Linked DNA regions of Mus musculus: all the other regions are linked to region 4. Evidence: chromatin contacts called from public promoter capture Hi-C data. All regions are on one chromosome and are shown on one strand. The core of a region is the stretch at or near the end of the contact, and the rest is flanking DNA. Distances in the headings are between cores, read along the strand shown.

Region 1 (2,856 bases), core at 346-2,845, 1.3 Mb before region 4:
GAGAAAGAGAGGGAGAGGGTAGGAGGCAAGCAGTGAGTGAGGAAATTTACAGCACTGCATTAAAGGCATTTGTTCTATCCCCTCCCCTTCCCCTTTAAAAATAAAACACAACGAATGAAAAAGAAAAACTACCTCCCTCCCTGAAACCCCTCTAGCAAATCCTATTTATCCTCTGACCCAGTGTGGCTCAGGTCCTCAGGGCAGGTCAGCCAGGGCTTGCAGAAGCAGCCTGGCCTTTAAAAGAGGGCTCCTGCCTGAGAGAGAGAGAGAGAGAGAGAGAGAGAGAGAGAGAGAGAGAGAGAGAGAGAGAGAGTTGAAGAAAGGAGGGGACCTTAGTTATATACTTTTCACAGCTCTCCAGGCAGCCCTGGATTTCTCAGATCACCAGGTAGCTCTTGGCTGGAGAGCCCTCTGGGATTGGAGGGAAGGGGATACAATGGGACTGCAGTTATGGGCAGGCAGCAATGGAGTCCCGAGATTGGGGTACGTGCATGCGTGTGCGCGCATGAGTTCGTGTGTGTGTGTGTGTGTGTGTGTGTGTGTGTGTCACGCGCATGCGCGCGTCCGCCTAGGGAATAACGCGGTCCCCCTCCTAGCCACTCAGCTCCAAGAACTCACACGCCCTGACACCCGCGACACACACACACACACACACACACACACACACACACACACACACGCACCGCCATGAAGCTTCCTCATTGAGCTACCCCGCCACTAAGTCATCAAACCCAAAACAGGACTGTACACACGTTTCCAGTACTATGGCTCACAGGCATCTCTAGCAGCACCCCCAGCACTCTAGCTTAGACACCCTCCCAGATTTTCCCCCACTACACCGCATATACAACATATTTCCCGGGCACCCTCCCCCACTTTTCTGGCACTAAACCCGCCGCAAGGCAGCGCATACGAATGATCTTGAGAAATAACTTATCATGATTCTTCACCAGGGACCCTCTCTCGGGAGAATATCAGGCTTGGGATCTTGGCAGGCGTCCCCTGCCTCTGCGGTCCTCCAGAGCTTGGGGATTGTGGGCTCATCCCATTACTCACCGATTCCCCTCAGCCTCCAGAGCTCGATGGGCAAGTGAGGCGGGCTAGGAAGGTGCACGATGCCCGCGCCGCCCAGCTCCTCACGGGCCGCAGCGGCTCATCGCCCCCGCGGGCTGCGGGCCGGCTGCAGCGGCGTCCAGGGCATGGCAGTCCGCCGCGGCTGCCGCCCGGAGCTGTGGGCTAGCAGCTGTCAGGGGGCTACCAGGCAGCGCATCTGGAGCAGGATCGCTGGGGCCAGGGCGCAGGGAGCGTTGTACAGACCCTCGGCGGCGTCCAGCCAAGGAGCAGAGACTGCCCGAGTGGCCCAAGCAAGGCCCGGAGTCCCGGCCGCGGTCGCCTGGGGATCCCTATGGGAGGGGTGGGACGGAGAGCAGCGCGGCGCGCCCTGGCGGCTCGGAGGGACCCCGGCGGGGGCTGGCTGCCGCGACGCCCGGGCTTTCCCCGGGCTGGGAGCGCGCGGCTCAGCCTTGCCCACTGTCACCACCGGAGACGTCTCGGCCTCGCCGCGCTCAGAGGGGACGAGCGTAGGGGCTGGTTTCTGGGTGAGCCTAGAGCTTTGCCCATTAAGCCTCCGCAAGGAGCCAAATCAAAAAGCCAATCTCCAAGCCTCCAAACTCGACGTCACCCTATCAGCTGGGAGACAGCTACACCGAATGACAAGCCGCGCATATTTAGCCTCGGGAGCGGAGGGGAGTTTTCCACAGCGCTTCTCAGCGGGCCTGGGACACCAAGCACGGACCTAGCATGCAGAGTCCCAGGAGATTGAATGCAGATGCAAGCCCTACCAAGAAGCCACCAACCCAACCGTTGAGCCTGGAGCTTAGAGCATTGGAGCTGGCTGCAGCTGCAAGGAGTCCTGACCTGGATTCCCGGGAGTTGGTAGTCCTGAAGTCCCGGCAGCAGGCAAGAAGCTCGGCACAGGCTTTCCTCTTGTCCTCGGGAGACGCCACCGCCCGCAGTCCCGAAATTAAGTTCCCTCCAAACACATTGTGGTTTTTAAATATAGCAGGGAATGATTACCCAGGCAAGGTCCACCCAGGCCTAGGGGAAGACTCGAGGGGGATGGAGGTTGGCAATGTGTGTGTGTGTGTGGGGGGGGGGGGACAACGACGACTCCTTTTTCTCTCCCATTTATTCCCCCCCCCCCTTTCTTGGTGCAGAACTCACCCTGTCATTTTCTCAACCCAAGTCAAGCAAGAGCTTTGTGAGAGACGCTTGGGTGAGCACTGCTATGTTGGCTTTGGTGATTTTTAAAGCTAAAAATAAAAGGGGGCTGCCTTTCAAATTGCTGCTTACTCTGGGCCTGGAGACCAAGGCAGAGATGGTCCTTTGATGCAGCATCAGAACTAGGGTTTGGGGCTTGGCTCGAGAGTAGTGCACACACAGCCTTAAATCAGATGCCTGTAATTTCTGCTATATTTGTCACGCGTGGTCCTGGTGGCAGGAGGAGTGGGCAGACATGCCTAAGGATGGGATTGCGTGTCCTCAGCATATTGGTGTCATCAGGCAGCTGTGAAATGAGAGTGGAGGCTGGCCTTTTGCATAGACCCCAGTGTAGATGGGACAGAAACTGCTTCTGCTGTCTGAAGCCAAGCATAAGAGGAATCAGACAGTATCCTATCTCCTGAGCAGAGTTAGTGCCAGTGAATTTGGTTGCATTGTTTGATACCATCCTCACAGAAGGCTATGAAATATACACAATTACTCTTCCACTTTTCGGTTGACCTTTGTTGTCTAGAAGTTAAACAGCTGTCCTAAGAGGACATGCAGCAGAGTCAAGGATGGGAAAGGAGGAGACCA
Region 2 (3,134 bases), core at 500-2,999, 1.6 Mb before region 4:
GTTTTCTTCCTATACCATTTTAAGGGCTATACTCACTTTAATCTCCTTTAGTCTTGGCAATAACATACACATAGACACACATGGCATGGACGCCATTTTTTGCTCCCATTTTACAGAGGGGGAAAACAGAGTGAGTTCAAGGTTTTACCACTAGATGGCAGAACTGGAATTTCACCCCCATGGCAGTGGTGGTGGGTTCTGGCTCTAAAATATGATCAAGCCACTGAGTCCAGGTGGGAGAGACATGACACTTTTTTTTTTTTTAGAAATGTGCTTCATTTTAGTTTGAAGAACCCTTTATTCTTGCCTGGACATTCCCGTCTGAGGCTGATGGGGGAGGTGCAAAGCCCCTTGAACAGAGAGTGGTGCATTCTGGTTTGTTGTTCAGGAAGACTGGCTGGCTGTAGGGTGAAGGCTGTCTGTATGCAGCCAGATGGGGGTTAGGGTTAGCTTGCTCTTATAATCGAGAAGAGAAGCTGGAAGGGAGCAGAGCTAATCTTTGTCAGGACCTCTCAGGGCAGTCAGGGAGCTGTGAAACCTGGGCTTTATTTCAATCTGGTTAGAGAAATGGATCTTTCTTCACGAAGGGACGGGCCTGGACCGGTGGAAATCAAGCACGAAGAGTTGTGTTCCACTTTTGGAGATAATCACGGGTCTCTTGCGGGGAAGGCAGCAGACACTTTGTTGGGTTGAAGTGAGTGTGTGTGATGCGATGTAGCTGTTACCATTTTCAGGGTGGCCTCTTGGACCACTATGGAAAGAGCTCTAGCACCTGATAGGCCTGCTTAGAGCTGACCTATACAATCCAGGCTTGGGCTCCCAGGAAATTGCTCCTTGGAGGTCTCTAGGATATCTGTGCTCACAGAACACTCCTCCATCTCCTCCATTCATAACTTTCCTCCTCCCAATATGGGACCAGGATTCCTGGGACTGCCCTCTCCTCCCCGGCCTCCGCCCCAGCGTTGTTAGGCCACAGAGAAGCTGCTCCTGTGTTCTTTAAGTTCAGACTGATTAGCCAAGATGCCCGGGTTCTGACCGCAGGTCACATGGACCATAGGGCCATAGGGGTAGTTTACTGGACCCTCGGGGGACCCACCTTAGGCTGCTTCGGTTCGCCTCCGTCAGAATTATCTCAGGCAGCCGCTGTGGAACTTGGGTGTCACCCGTAAGGAGATTTTTTTTTTCTTTTTGAAATAAATGAATACCTCTTCCCGTAGGTCGCAGCTCACTCTGTGGGCCGCACCTGGTGGTTCCCCAGGTTGCCCTTGATTTTGCGGCCTCCGGGAAACATTTCTCAAGGACTTTGGGTCATTTGGAGCTATTTTCCCTGCCTGCTTCATGGAGCTGTTGCGACAACTCAAGCCTAAGAACTAACACACGATAAGTGTGTAAGGCTTCTTTACTATCCAGGTGACCATTCAGGAGGGACTGAGGCTGCTGGAGCGCGCGGAGGTTCCCAGCGAGGACTTGCTGAGAAAAAGTTACTCTTTATCCCAGCCTCTGCTGGAGCCCACTGTGGCCGGGAAGCCAGTGTAGCTCCTGGGGGGGTGGGGGGTGGGGGTGGGGGTGGGGGTGGGGGTGGGGGTGGGGTGGGGTACTGACCACGAACCGCCCCTCTCATCTCTCTCCCATTGGCTTCCACCTGCCGGAGGGTCGGCTGCTACAGGCCTCTCGACCCGTCAGTCAGCCTCTCCGGGCCCCGCCCCTCCCCTCCCGGGGTTTATAACGGGAATTCCCATGGCCCGAGCTCCCGCATCCAACCTGCTGTCGCCGCGGCCACGCCGAGCGCAGCAGGCGCCACGCGCAGAGCACACGCTCGCACTCCAGCTCCGGGCCTCCGCCGTTCATGACCGTGACCCCGGGCGCAGGCTCCTCCAGCCCCTGCCGCTGGCTCTTCGGCCACTCCCAGCTGCTGCAAGGGTCCCCACCTCCCCAAGTGCTTTGAAGCTAGCCTGAGCCCCCCTGCCCGCTGCCCGCTCGTGGCTGCCCGGCTCCGCTGGCACCATGCTGCCCGCGCGCGTCCGTCTGCTCACGCCCCACTTGCTGCTCGTGTTGGTGCAGCTGTCCCCGGCCGGCGGCCACCGCACCACCGGCCCCAGGGTAAGTGCGTCTCCCAGCTGCGCGCGCCCACCTGCGCTTGGCCGCTCATCTACAGGAGGGGGAAGGGAGGTGTCAGACCTTGTCCTCGACTTTACCGTCTAGTCCCTTGCAGGCCTCTTGGAGAAGTTGCTGAAATAAAATTTCATTGCCCCCCTCCTTCCCCGCCTTTTCTTGTAGCACTGACTCCCCACGACCTGTCACCGGTGGGTTTTCTTTCTCGAACTTCTCCTGAGGTTTTTCTCCTGGGCCTCCTAGGTCGGTGGGATCTCGGCCTTGGCTGGAGCAGAGTTTCCCTATGTTGTCGCTGCACCAGTCCCTCGAGCTGGCTTTCTTGGCAGGCAGAGGGTGTGTGTGTGTGTGTGTGTGTGTGTGTAGAAGGGGCGGGGGGGGGCACTCTGCCTAGAGAGTTTTAGGTTACCCGCGAGCCACACAAGGACCTTGTGTTGTTGTTGTTTTAAAAAGCAATCGCTGCTCGTAAAACCCACAGCAGATAATTTTAATGCCCCCCTCCTGCTGGCCTGGCCCTGGAGGAGTGGCAGGGGTAGGGAGCCGTGGAGAAGTTCGGAAGAACTTCTCCCCTGGGTTGGATCGGTTGAACCTTGATCTGATTGGAGTTTCTGAACCACACGAAATGTGCCAATTCTGTGCACAGGACGGGTTGTCCAGGGCATTGTAAAAAAAACGGGAACCAGCAGCACCGTGCTCATTTCTGGTCTAGATTATTGTTCTCCCTGCTCCCTCCTAATGGTCTAATAAAGAATTTCACTGCCTTAAAAATGTATTTGTTAAACCACCTAGAGGTTCCTTTGGCAACACGTAAGGGAGGCAGTCTCTGGGCAAGGATCAGGGTCAGTAAGATCAGAAGCCGGACCTCTGGGTAGCAGCTTGCCCGCTCCCATTCTGCGAGAATCTCTCTGGGAAAATAGCAAGGATTTGACTTCTGAGCAAATGAAGTTGGCTTCTCCACCAAATTGTGCTTTCTTCCCTGGATATCCTCTGGCCCCATTTCCTGGATGGCTAGCCCCATTACCACC
Region 3 (2,749 bases), core at 150-2,649, 1.1 Mb before region 4:
GCAAACAGAAATGAACGACTAGCTAGCTGTGTGTGTGTGTGCACGCGCGCGCGCGCGCGCGCGTGTGTGTGTGTGTGTGTGCGCGCGCGCGCGTTATAAAACAGAAGAGGAGAAACCCAGAACTCAGAGGAGGATTTCTCAAATTGGGCATAGAAAGTGCTCTTTGCTTAACTTCTGGAAGGGCATCTGTAAAATAAATTAGGCTTAAGAGTTTTTTCTAGACAGAGTTCCAGAGTGTGCCTTCATAAGACTGATAGGACCATTTAAAAACTGACCAAGAAAGGAATTTCCATTTGTAAAGGAGCCTCTTTCCTGCTGGGTAGCCCCGAAAATAGGGCAGGGTGCTAAGTCTACATAGAAAGCCTAGCCCTGAGATTTTTTTTTTCTTTCCATAACATCTTGACTTTTATAATTTTGAAAGAAAATCAAATTGACTCCCATAGTGATAAATGGTAAGTCAGTAGCAACATCCGTGATTTTGAACGGCAGAGGAACTTGCAGAAATAAAAAAATTTATATATGCCTTGTAAATTGCTGTCATTTTATAAAAACGAACGCTTACCCCAAAACTCTTAAAGCAGATTGCAGAGTTCCCTAATTATCAAAACAAGATCCAGACACATCAAAGACGACTTAAAAAAACATATTACGTTTCTAAAATCAACCTTTCTTTTAGCAGTGCTTAAATACAAAAGGCACTTCACACGTGCCAAGAACCACACCAAGAAAAATGTCTTGTATTTTTAAAAGTTTTTGTTTATTTTCTTTTATATCGTAATATGCTAAAGCAAATTAACTTAACAATGATCAAACAACAAATTATGAACATAATTACTACAAATGAATGTAATTATTAAAGAAGACATTTGATTAGTCTTCTTGCAAAATCTCAACATTTAACCCAGGAAAGGTACTGTAAAACGGGGATAGTAACACGCGCGTTCACGAAGGGAAAGGAAACGGGGGGTGGGGGATGGCGGGACCCGAGGTACACTTTTGAGCGTGAACTTAAAAACAAAAACAAAAACCTCAAAGCTCCGGTGGCTCCCACAGACCCCCTAGTCAGCAGTATCCGAAAGACAGCACCAATACGCCACTCAGCCAAAGAGGGCCCGCCCCTTCCGGACTCGCAGCCCCTGCTCCCGTCACAGCCGCTCACCAACATGGGAACTCCATAGCGTAGAGTCTTGTTCTTACGCAGAGCTCGCAACACAGCGGGCGCAATCATGGCAGAAGGTGCGGCCTGCTTAGTCAGCCGCTTCCAGAGCGAGCCCAGCGCGGCCCGCAACACGTCTCAGGCGAAGTTGTAGACTCAGCGCAGGCTTTGGGTGCCAGGTCCACGCCTGATAAGCCTCCCCGAGGCAAACGGAAACGATTGGCCTTAACGCACTTCTGCTTCCTCCCTCCCCCGGAAGTCGAGGCTTCTGAGCTCTGGTTCCGTGACCTCAGGATACGCCGGGTGCAATTGGGTTTTTCGATTTGGAAAATCTGTAATTCGCATATTCTGGATCTTGACTTCTGCGACTCAAGAAACTCAGATAAAGGGCGGGGTTGGTTTTTAAGCTAATGCACAAGTAGCACCAGGTTAATGAACACATTTTAAGTCGTGGCTCATCAGTTGTAACTGAACTTTTTAAAATTTTTTATTATTTTATTTATTTACAATTCAAATGCTATCCCCCGTCCCGGTTTCTGCTCCGCAAACCCTCTATCCTACTCCTTACTCTCTGCTTCTTTGAGGGTGCTCCCCCACCGACTCCCACCTCACTGCCCTAGCATTCTCCTACACTGGAGCATCAGGCCTTCAGAGGACCAAGGGCCTCTCCTCCAATGGATACCAGATAAAGCCATCCTCTGCTACAAATGCACCTGGAGCCATAGGTCCCTCCACGCATACTCTTTGGTTGGTGGTTTAGTCCCTGGGAGCTCTGGGGAATCTGATTGGTTGTTCTACCTATGGGGTTGCAAATCCCTTCAGTTCCTTCAAGTCCTTCCCCAACTCCTCTATTGGGGTCCCTGTTCTCAGTCCGATGGTTGGATGTGAGCATCCACATCTGTATAGGTAAGGCTCTGACAGCCTCTCAGGAGACAGCTATATCAAGCTCCTTGCAACAAGCACTTCTTGGCATCGGCAATAGTGATGGCTGTATGGGTATTGATCAACAATAGGTTTGGTAGCTGCATATGGGATGGATCCCCAGGTAGGGCAGTCTCTGATGGCCTTTCCTTCAGTCTCTACTCCACTCTTTGTCCCTATATTTTCTTTAGACAAGAGCAATTTTGGATTAAAATTTTTGAGAAAAGTGGGTGGCCCCATCCCTCAACTGGGGGTCATGTCTAACCTCTGGATATGGTCTCTACAGGTTCTCCCTCCCCTTTGTTGGGTATTTCAGCTAATGTCATCCCCATTGGGTCCTGGGAACCTCTTGCTTTCCTGGTGTCTGGGACCTTCTGTTGGCTACCTCCTGTTCATCTCCCATTGCAACACACCTTTCTGTTCAGTTCCCTGATCCTGGCTCTGTACATCTCCCCTGTTTCTTCCCACCTGACCCTGCCCCCCCTTTTTTTCTTCTCCCCTTCCTTTATTCCTCCCAACCTTCCCACCCTCTATCTCCCATGATTATTTTGTTCCCTCTTCTAAGTAGGACTGAAGCATCACACTTTGGTCTTCCTTCTTCTTGAGCTTCATATGGTCTGTATAAGTTGTATCATGAATATTCCAAGCTTTTTTTCCTAATATCCACTTATC
Region 4 (2,930 bases), core at 28-2,527:
AGGGGTTGGATCCTACCCAAGGCCACCTTCTGAGTTAGCAGCCTTGTCCTCGGGCCTCGCTCAATCAGAAGCCATCTTTAACAATCTGCCATTTTAGAAGAATGGATTTACATTCAGAAGAATCTATTTACCTTTAACTGATGTTCTTTGTTATTTGCATATTTATGCACAGCAGTGTTGACAAACATGCATATTGCCAAGGAAACTTTAAATTTTCACCCCCAGAGCCATAAAGATGAAGAGTCCAGATCATTCATCCCCAATGACTTGGAGTAATTTATTTATTTTTTTCTGTGATTAATACACTAAAGTATAAATTACTGATTTATTATTGGTGTTGGTAACATTGACATACATACACATCTACTGGTAACTATTTAGTACCAACCACCTTGTCCTACCTCCAACTACAGTTCCCTAAAATAATTTGAGACAGGCCTTCATGTAGTCCAGTGTGACTCACGGACTCCCTAAGTAGCCAAAGCTGGCCTCGAACTTCTGTTCTTTCTGCTTCCAGCCCCTGAGTATTACAGGTGGATACCATCTCTGTCGGGGTTTACTCAGTGCTGGGGAAAGCACTATATTAGGTGAGCTACATCTGCAACCCAGTCATAAGTCATCAAAAATCACGTTTCAGGACTCTCAGGTTAAAATGTCCATTCAAGTTACCCTTGTTCATTTGAATGTCAAAGCTTCTCTTCTTGCCCAAGGATATTGTGCATAGTTTCCCCCTTAGATTCCCTTTTGTATTGTTTCAAGATAGTATCAACCACAAAGCGCTCCCAACGCTGTGTGGTGTAAACGTTGAATAAATAAAACCACGAGATTAGCAACAATATCTCTGACGAACGCACTGGCTCATTTTAATTTAGAGGGCGCCAGCCCCACGTCAGTGAGGGATTCAAAAGCTACCGGGACAGCACCTCAGGCCAGAATCGTGAGCACCTTGGCGCCACTAAAGTTTCAGTACACGGTCATCCTGGCAGCAAGGAGAGGAGCCTTGGCTTGTTTAACACAGTCCCTCAGTTTTCTAGGTAGCTGCTCGGTTGCCTGGAATCTGCAGATTATTTTTTTCCTCGCTTGCTGCACAGGGCCTGATCCGTACCCCGGGCGGCGCCGGGACAGGTGAGCCTGGCGGCGGCGACCTAAGAACGTGCTCAGGTGTCAGGGTCCCGCTCATAGCGCGTGGCTCAGGCCAGGTGCGGGCGCCCAGGTGCGCGGCGCGAGGCTGCAGCTGCTCTGGGTCCCCGACAGCGGGCGCCGCTGCGGCAGCGGCCGAGCCGAGCGCCTGGGCTGCGCGACTCCGGGCAGCTCCTTGGCGATCGGCCCCCACCGGGTGGCCAAGAACTCCGCCCGGGGGCGCCCCGGGGTCCCTGTTGCTGCGGGCGCCGAGGGGGCGGTTCCGGTCCGGACCAGCGAGGGGCGAGGGAAACACCCCGGGAGCCCCGCGCCCTGGCACCATGAGACCCGCCGCGCCTCCTCCCGGGTCCGGAGCTGTACAGTGTGCTCGCTGAGCCCCCTGCGGTCGCCGCCTCGTAGAGTGGCACCAAGAAGGTGGAAGAGGAGGAGAAGGCGACACTCGGGAGAGCAGTGCCCGGACAGATTTGGCCGCTCCTCCACCCCCCGAGAGCTGGCGACTCCCGGGTTCCCCAGCCTTATCATGAGCCGGGCGCCAGCCGGGCTTTAGGAGAAACTGAGACGCCGGAGCGAGTCGAGACAATTCTTTGGTTGCTAAGGTAATTGTAGTTGGACAAAAAAGGGACAAGAAAAGAACCCGGAGGAAAAGGAATGGAAGCCGCACCCGCGCCCCGATCTGTGTGGCTTGCATTCCTCGGGGGTGGGCGCTTGTCCATTTCGGATGCGTGACAGGTGCGGGTGTGTGTCTGCAGTTTGGGACTGTGCAGGGCGAGCTTACGTAAGTGACTCGGCGAGCTGGCATGCGGACTTGTGTGGGATGGGTGCAGGTCTGCGTGGAAATCGCCTTCCCGGCTTTGGGGTGGGACGCGCTCCGAGCCTGGGCCTGGAGGGCGTGCGGGGCCCCGAAGGCTTTCTCTTCTTCCCAGCCATCCGCTCGGAGAGCGCAGGTGGGGGAATCTACCTCCAGCAACTTTTCCTGAGAATAAGCTCCCGATTTGTGGGTTGAAAGGGCGAGGCTCCGTGGTGAGGTGAGGACCGCAGGGGCGGGTGGTGAGGTCTGAGGCTTGGGAGTTGCTTTCACAGACGGTAGGTATAGGCTTTTCTGAGCAGGTCAGGCTGCTTAAAAAGTGTGATGAGGGAAGTGACCCAGAAAATTTAAATTTGTTCAGAGGAAAAGCTGCGGGTTTTCATTCTTTTTTAATTTGACAAAGTGGGTGCGTTTTCTCTCTCACGGAGACAGTGGCATTTCTAAGTCTGCAAATAAATTGAACATGTTTTGAATCTCGTTGGTTTGGAATTATTCTCGCAGCATCAGTGCCTGCTTAGAAACTGGACCTGTAGGTAAGTTCTGATAAAAGCCCTTTAGCAGCCCTAAAGGAAAACTTGAAAGGCAACCAGGAGGAGGTTAAAGCCCACCATTTCATCTTTTTCTCTCCAGGGAGAATGGGAGAGTAAGACCTGGGTTGGTGTTTATCAGGCTGTTAGAGGATGGGTTGCCAGTATGTGCGCGATGCGTCGAAGCCCTTTGCTGTCCGAGGATAGTACACTATAAACAAGGCTCCCACAAGTCAGTTTCACAACTAGGTAGATGGGCAATTGTGTGGAGTTGGATCTGGGCTGCCTGAAAGTTTCTGTGACTTCTATATTTATTCTTGCTCTGAACTTACTTTGCATTAGAAGGGACGTATCCCTTCAAAGTGGAGAACAGAGGGAAACAGGACAGTTCCCACAGACACACCTTTGTAAGCCAAAGCCTTTATGCACGGGTACTGCAGAGATGATAAATTGTTTGA

What was found. Promoter capture Hi-C pulls out the DNA fragments that hold promoters and counts their contacts.
Region 1: a contact with region 4 is called in a promoter capture Hi-C map of embryonic stem cells, with 5 times the contacts expected there. The contact joins the promoter of Slc8a3 here to the promoter of Rgs6 in region 4. A contact is called at or near these places in 5 of 39 promoter capture datasets (the C10 cell line, the HPC-7 cell line, embryonic stem cells and 2 more), 1 of 484 Hi-C or Micro-C datasets (embryonic stem cells) and 1 of 9 other capture datasets (liver).
Region 2: a promoter capture Hi-C map of embryonic stem cells shows a contact between it and region 4, with 5 times the contacts expected there. The contact joins the promoter of Smoc1 here to the promoter of Rgs6 in region 4. A contact is called at or near these places in 5 of 39 promoter capture datasets (embryonic stem cells, liver and pre-B cells) and 1 of 484 Hi-C or Micro-C datasets (embryonic stem cells).
Region 3: a contact with region 4 is called in a promoter capture Hi-C map of stem cell-derived epiblast-like cells, with 2.2 times the contacts expected there. The contact joins the promoter of Cox16 here to the promoter of Rgs6 in region 4. A contact is called at or near these places in 2 of 39 promoter capture datasets (embryonic stem cells and stem cell-derived epiblast-like cells).

The regions. Positions count from the first base shown.
Region 1 is chr12:81,331,585-81,334,440 of GRCm38.p6, forward strand. Slc8a3 (solute carrier family 8 (sodium/calcium exchanger), member 3) reads right to left here and starts at 1,596. Exons shown (of 7, transcript NM_001167920.1): 1 at 1,057-1,596.
Region 2 is chr12:81,025,059-81,028,192 of GRCm38.p6, forward strand. Smoc1 (SPARC related modular calcium binding 1) reads left to right here and starts at 1,750. Exons shown (of 13, transcript NM_022316.2): 1 at 1,750-2,100. The coding sequence starts at 2,005.
Region 3 is chr12:81,483,738-81,486,486 of GRCm38.p6, forward strand. Cox16 (cytochrome c oxidase assembly protein 16) reads right to left here and starts at 1,400. Exons shown (of 4, transcript NM_001309809.2): 1 at 1,160-1,400. The coding sequence starts at 1,228. The region is part of intron 3 of Gm20498 (predicted gene 20498); the gene reads right to left.
Region 4 is chr12:82,615,648-82,618,577 of GRCm38.p6, forward strand. Rgs6 (regulator of G-protein signaling 6) reads left to right here and starts at 1,278. Exons shown (of 17, transcript NM_015812.4): 1 at 1,278-1,736.